2 separate regions of the Callithrix jacchus genome follow, and region 2 is linked to region 1. A link is a contact called in public Hi-C data. All regions are on one chromosome and are shown on one strand. The core of a region is the stretch at or near the end of the contact, and the rest is flanking DNA. Distances in the headings are between cores, read along the strand shown. Region 1 has its middle 39 kb from the start of RASA2. Region 2 holds the start of ZBTB38 (zinc finger and BTB domain containing 38).

Region 1 (2,700 bases), core at 72-2,571:
AACAACCATTGATTATCATTTCACATGTTTCTGTGGTTTGACTGGGATCAACTGGGCAGAGCTTGTCACAAAGTTGCAGTTAGATGGTGATGAGGCTGGGGTCATCTAAAGGCATGACCAGGCTGGCATTAAAGCAGCCACAGCCCAGCCCGGTATCAAGGAGTGAAGGAGTAGACTATGTTCCTCAATGGGGGAGTCACAGACACTTAAAAGGAGGGAAGGAATTGATGGCAGGCATCTTCAGAGGTAAGCTACAATGATGGGTAATTCCCAATGAGAAAACCAAGCACAGAGAAGTTAAATTACCTACCCAAGGCCATACGGCTGGTATGTGGATAAACAGAGTTAATCTCAGGCAGTTGAGTTCCAGAGCCTGCTAAGAGAGGCGAAAGGGATTGGAGCCCAGTGACACAGCTCGGCCTCTGACAGCAGAGTCAGGTGGTAAAGAGCGCAGCATTATTCATAACAGAACTGGGGAGTCCTGGAGTTACCTCTCAGGGTAGAAAGGAAGAAATTCTAAAAATACTAGGAAATGTCAAAGACTATCTAAACAAAGCTGTTATTATGTTGGGGGTGAAAATATGATCTCTTGTGGCCCAAGGCAAGTGGAAGCCTTCATACTTTTGTTTCTCTTTCCAATCCGGAAAGAATGAAAATATAAGAATGTCCTTTGTAGGGACATGGATGAATCTGGAAACCATCATTCTCAGCAAACTGACACAAGAACAGAAAATCAAACACCGCATGTTCTCACTCATAGGCAGGTGTTGAACAATGAGAACACATGGACACAGGGAGAGGAGCATCACACACTGGGGTCTGTTTGTGGGGGCTAGGGGAGGGACAGTGGAGAGTGGGGAGGTTGTGGGAGAAATGCCAGATGTAGGTGATGGAGGGATGGAGGCAGCAAACCACCTCGCCATGTATGTACCTATGCAACAATCCTGCATGATCTGCACATGTACCCCAGAACCTAAAGTACAATTTAAAAAAAAGAGTTGAGGGGTGTCGGTGGGTGGGGTATGTGTGTGTTATTTTTCCTTATAAATAATTAAAATCTGGAACCTTTAGTCAAATACTCAAAGGGGTCATATATGGGAGAAATTAAGGCTTGGCCCAAGGAGTTCAAATCTGCAGTGTAGACCAGCTTCAGAAAGGATCTTCAAGCTCCATCAGCGTCCTCTGCTAAAATCTGGGTCATCAATGACTTTATGCACATTTACTCCCTCTAATGGAAGAACAAGGAAATGACATGTCTCCTTCAAAAAGGTGAGTCATGTCGCAGGAGTAGTGAGTATTGCCAGAAAGAAGCTGACTCACCTCTGGAGTGGTTGGTTTCTCTCTGGAATTCTAGCAACCTGAGACAGCGGGTAGCTTAGACCCTGTTCACATCTAGCTTCTCAGAACTTCAGGGCCAGAAAGGCAGGTTCCATGCATTGATTTGGACGTGCTCGACATCTGTATGAATGTGGTGAGTGGAATAGCATTAGGCCGCCTCCCAGTTGTTTCCAAATCAAACTCCATCATTTTTGACATTACTTTTCCTAAAGACCAGAGGTAGAATTCAGGGCCACCATTTTCATTGTCTCTCATCACGACGGGAATCAGCCTCCTCTGCTGCTGCTCCTGCTGAACACGACATTCCAGCCACCAGGAACTGCTCAGGACTCACTATCATTCTCAGACCAAGGCAAAAGGGCCCTGTGCTGGCCTTCCTCCAGAAGTGCCCCACCTCATGGGGCAAGGAGTCTGCAGGGCCCATAGTGATGTGCCCACCCAAAGTCCACACCATCCCCAGAGACCACACTCAGGTACCCAGAACCTGAGAATTCCCTGCAGACTTTCAAGGCCTGCTCTGGCCACTTCCTTGCCAGTGCCACACCCCTGGGACAGCTAAAGGGCAGCTGTTCGCGGGGGTTGTAGACGAGTTCGTGATGGAGTTTTGCGTCCACATGTGTGCCTGAGGCCCCTAGCAGCCTGGGAGGGAGCAGGGTGAGGAGAGGAGTGGGTGGGAGAAGATCTGACCCACCTCTTCGCCTGCTATCTCATTCCAGCATGAAATGCCAGAGACTTCTACATTCCAACATGGTCTTCCAGATTGCTGCAGAGGTATATTTGTCAAGGGAGGAGAGTCGAATATATTTAATTAAGAACTTGCTAGCCTGATTTATAACTTTTAAATATTTAGACACATTATATATACGCCTCCATCTGTACACTTGCTCCCCGCCTTGCAAATGTTGAGGGAGGCGGCTGTCATCACTCTCCAAAATGCCTGGCTTCTCATCACACTGTCTGTGTGTACAAGCTCCTGACCGTGCTGAAATGTTCATTCCCATCCCTATCCCAGCCCCATCCACAGACGTGATCATTTCTCAATACCTAATTCAAAGGCCCCTTCAAAAGCCTCTCCCTTGTAGTGTTGTATGAGACAGCCCCTTAGACCTCTGCTTGCCTTGGCCTCTAGCCCCACCACAGCTCCCTGCTTTTAGTCATTTTCAGTTCTGCCTCTGCTGTCAGCCAGTGAGCTCCTCTGGGCTCGCTTTTTTTTTTTTTTTTTTTTGAGACAGAGTCTCTCTGTCGCTCTGTCACCCAGGTGGTAGTACAGTGGCACAATCTCAGCTCACTGCAATCTCTGCCTCCTGAGCTCAAGCAACTCTCCTGCCTCAGCCTCCTGAGTAGCTGGGACTTGCACCACCA
Region 2 (2,922 bases), core at 75-2,574, 100 kb before region 1:
AAAGACAAGCGTGGACTCTGACTCCCGCCAAGATACTCTCTGTCCCCCGCCAAGCTGGTCTGTCCCCCGTGGCTCTCAGATTTTGCATCTACCACATGCCACAGGCCTACATCCATCCGACCTCCCTGGTTTCTCATCCCCACTTGAACCTCATGACTGACTCGCCTCTAGCCACGCTGAGTAACCCACCCACTTGCCAAACCTCAGACCTGGTGCTGATACAATAAAAAGGCATGAGGCCCATGTTGCCAGAACATTCCTAATTGTTTCACTGTTTCCTTGTAGGATTTGGTTTCAAGTCCCATCCTTATCCTTGTCTCCTTTCTCCTGGCCAGGGTGCCATTGGTCAATATTCCTTCATTCATTCCAGCTACTCCACACCATGATCAAGAAAACAGGATGTGAGATTAGATGATCCAGGCTCTGCCACGAACTAACTAGCTGTGAGGCTTTAGAGAAGTGTCTTAACCTCTCTGAGTATCCATTTTCTCCTCTGTAGCATTAGGAATATTAATAGTACCTATCTCGCAGCTTCTTCGTTGTGATAATACCAATAAATGAAGTAGTATTCATAAAGCACAGAGGCTTGAATGTTGTTCACTCTAAGTATTCAATATATGTTCTCTACTATTTTATTTTACAGTTATCATTCCTTCATTCATCATGTATTTACCAAGCCTCATGCCAGGCACTGGGATACAAATATCCCCTTTAAAGAGTGGTCATGTCTTAAACCCAGGAAGAACTAGTTCATGTTAGCACTCAGGGCAGGGAGCGAAGTCCAGGGCCACAGCACGGAGGCAGAGGAGACTAGACACTGACCACCGGGAGCTGCCTGGTGATGGTGACAAAAGTACCTTCCACCTTTCTGCATCTCTTTCAATAAATACCACTGCAACTCCTTGAGTAAGGTGGGCACCACACGGAAGAAGGGGGATGGCAGAGGGGCAGTGAGAGGTCCCCAGGGAAACACCCTCTTCGTCGTCCGCGCTTCTGTGTTTGACAGAGTGTGACCATGCCTCTGCCATGCAGGAGGGTGATGTTCTTTGGAGAGGCCTTGTTGAATCTGTCTGGGGTTGTTCCGGAAGTAGGAAGGGCGGCTGGGGGGTGGGGAGGTGGCAGGAATGTTCTCCTGGCCTGTTGGTCTGTGCCGGCGAGTGTGCTGAGAGGAGGGCCTCTGGACATCAAAGGTTCCTTTTGTCCCCTTCCGAGTGGCAGGGCAGCCAGGCTGGGCCGCTGGCGATGACTCAGGCCTGGCCCTGACGTCACCCACGCCCGGCCACTGGCCTTTCTCTGAAGCCAGGAAACTAGCTGGGGAGTGGCACTCGCAGCTGCAGCAAATCTCAAAATAAAGAAGCAACGGCCTTTCTCCTCCTCTCCATCTCCCTACAGCACACCTTTCATTTCTTTTCTTCTTTTTTTTTAAGCCTCACAAAAGGTTTTACTTGTAGATCCGCTTTCAAAATGTAGGAAGTCAGAATGGGTGACATCATCAGAAAAACATGTGGAGCTGATCTCGACAAGAAGTGAAGAACACAGAGCACGAAAGCGGTTGTGACTCCTGAGCCCAGGGAGTTGGCAGCGTCTGGGCTTCAGAGGAGCCAGCGCCTCCGAGTAAGTGAAGGCCCACTTTTGCCCCCTCCCCCACTTGGTGCCCTTCACTGTAGGGCGCCATCTTGTTCCCTGACACCTGCAGCTTAGCAGGCCCCAGCCCATAGTTGGGAGTAGGGACTGCATTTGGGAGACCCTGTAAATATGGCCCCAAAGGGATCTGATATCTCTCTTCTCCACAGGACCAGAAAAGAATGCAAAAGGAAGGGAAAAAAAAAAGATACTAAGACGGAAACCCTGGGGAGAATGGTCCAACTGATGCCTTTCCCTGTCCATCCTCTTGTTTTGCCTCCTCTTGCTCCCCTCACCCAAGTACTCTGTTTCAGACTGTCAGAATGTTTGTTCGTAGTTCTGGATTGTTTGCTTCCTTGTTATTATACTGAGCAATCAGACACAAAAACAAGCCCTGTTCTAGGCAAATACGTGCCCTGTGCCATCAAATGGCAATTTTCACACTTAACCTGGTAAAAGATGGCAGCCCTGGTGAAAAGATATATACAGCCGTGCTGCCTTTACTGAGCACGTTTCTGATTGTTCTGTGCATGAACCTGTATTGTCTTATCGCCCTGTTTACAGAGGACTTATTTTCATTCCTACTTGTGCCTTCCTATCTGGGATGATATTAAACACAAAGACACATCATAAAGTGTCTGTTTTAACTTTGTCTAAAAACTCGTACTTCTTTGCAAAGCCTATAATTTTGCAAGCTCTGGAAGTTCCTACCCAAGAAACTTAAGTTTCCAAGAAAAAAGTTTTGACATGGACATGAGAACAGCACATAGGCATAGAAATCATACCCTGATTTTCTGGTTTCTAAAGTCATCCCCTGAGTCAGCATCTAGTCTTTGTATAGCTGACATTATCAGAGGAGATCTGTTCTTCAGAAATTCTATGTTAAAATAATTGGGAGCAGGGAGGTATAAGTCTTATTTTAAAGGCAGCAGGGAAGCTTGTCATTTACTGGAAAACAGTGGCATATTCCTTTGTAAACGGACAACTCCTGTTGGAAATTAACTATCACACACTAAAATATCTGTTTGAAAGGCCTTATGTTTTACTTTATTAGGTTGTCTTGAAATGAGGCTCTGCTGTACTCCTGTTCTTCTGGCTCCAAGATCTGAATGTCGTGACCACTAATTTGGTAAGTGTCATTTGTCCCCAGCAGCTACTTAAATTTACGTCTCCCAATTCTCCTTTTTTAGTGGTAAGATTTAAAGAAAGGAGGAAAGGGCACAGAGATTTCTGTACACAATGATAACAGCTGTATCAAAAAGGATATTAGGACGGGCTAATTGTTATAACAGAACCCCA

The links. A called contact is a pair of places that touch in the nucleus more often than the background predicts.
Region 2: a Hi-C map of induced pluripotent stem cells shows a contact between it and region 1, with 3 times the contacts expected there. The contact joins the promoter of ZBTB38 here to the enhancer-like site in region 1. A contact is called at or near these places in 2 of 3 Hi-C or Micro-C datasets (induced pluripotent stem cells and skeletal muscle).

Annotation. Positions count from the first base shown.
Region 1 is chr17:43,023,167-43,025,866 of calJac240_pri, reverse strand. No RefSeq gene overlaps it. Among named protein-coding and RNA genes, the nearest start is that of RASA2, 39 kb to the right of the region's middle. Within about 2 kb of position 1,321, at least 3 of the 16 cell types and tissues checked have an H3K27ac peak or open chromatin away from gene starts, as enhancers often do.
Region 2 is chr17:43,126,583-43,129,504 of calJac240_pri, reverse strand. It overlaps ZBTB38 (zinc finger and BTB domain containing 38), which reads left to right and starts at 1,324. Exons shown (of 6, transcript XM_078354085.1): 1 at 1,324-1,614; 2 at 2,678-2,752.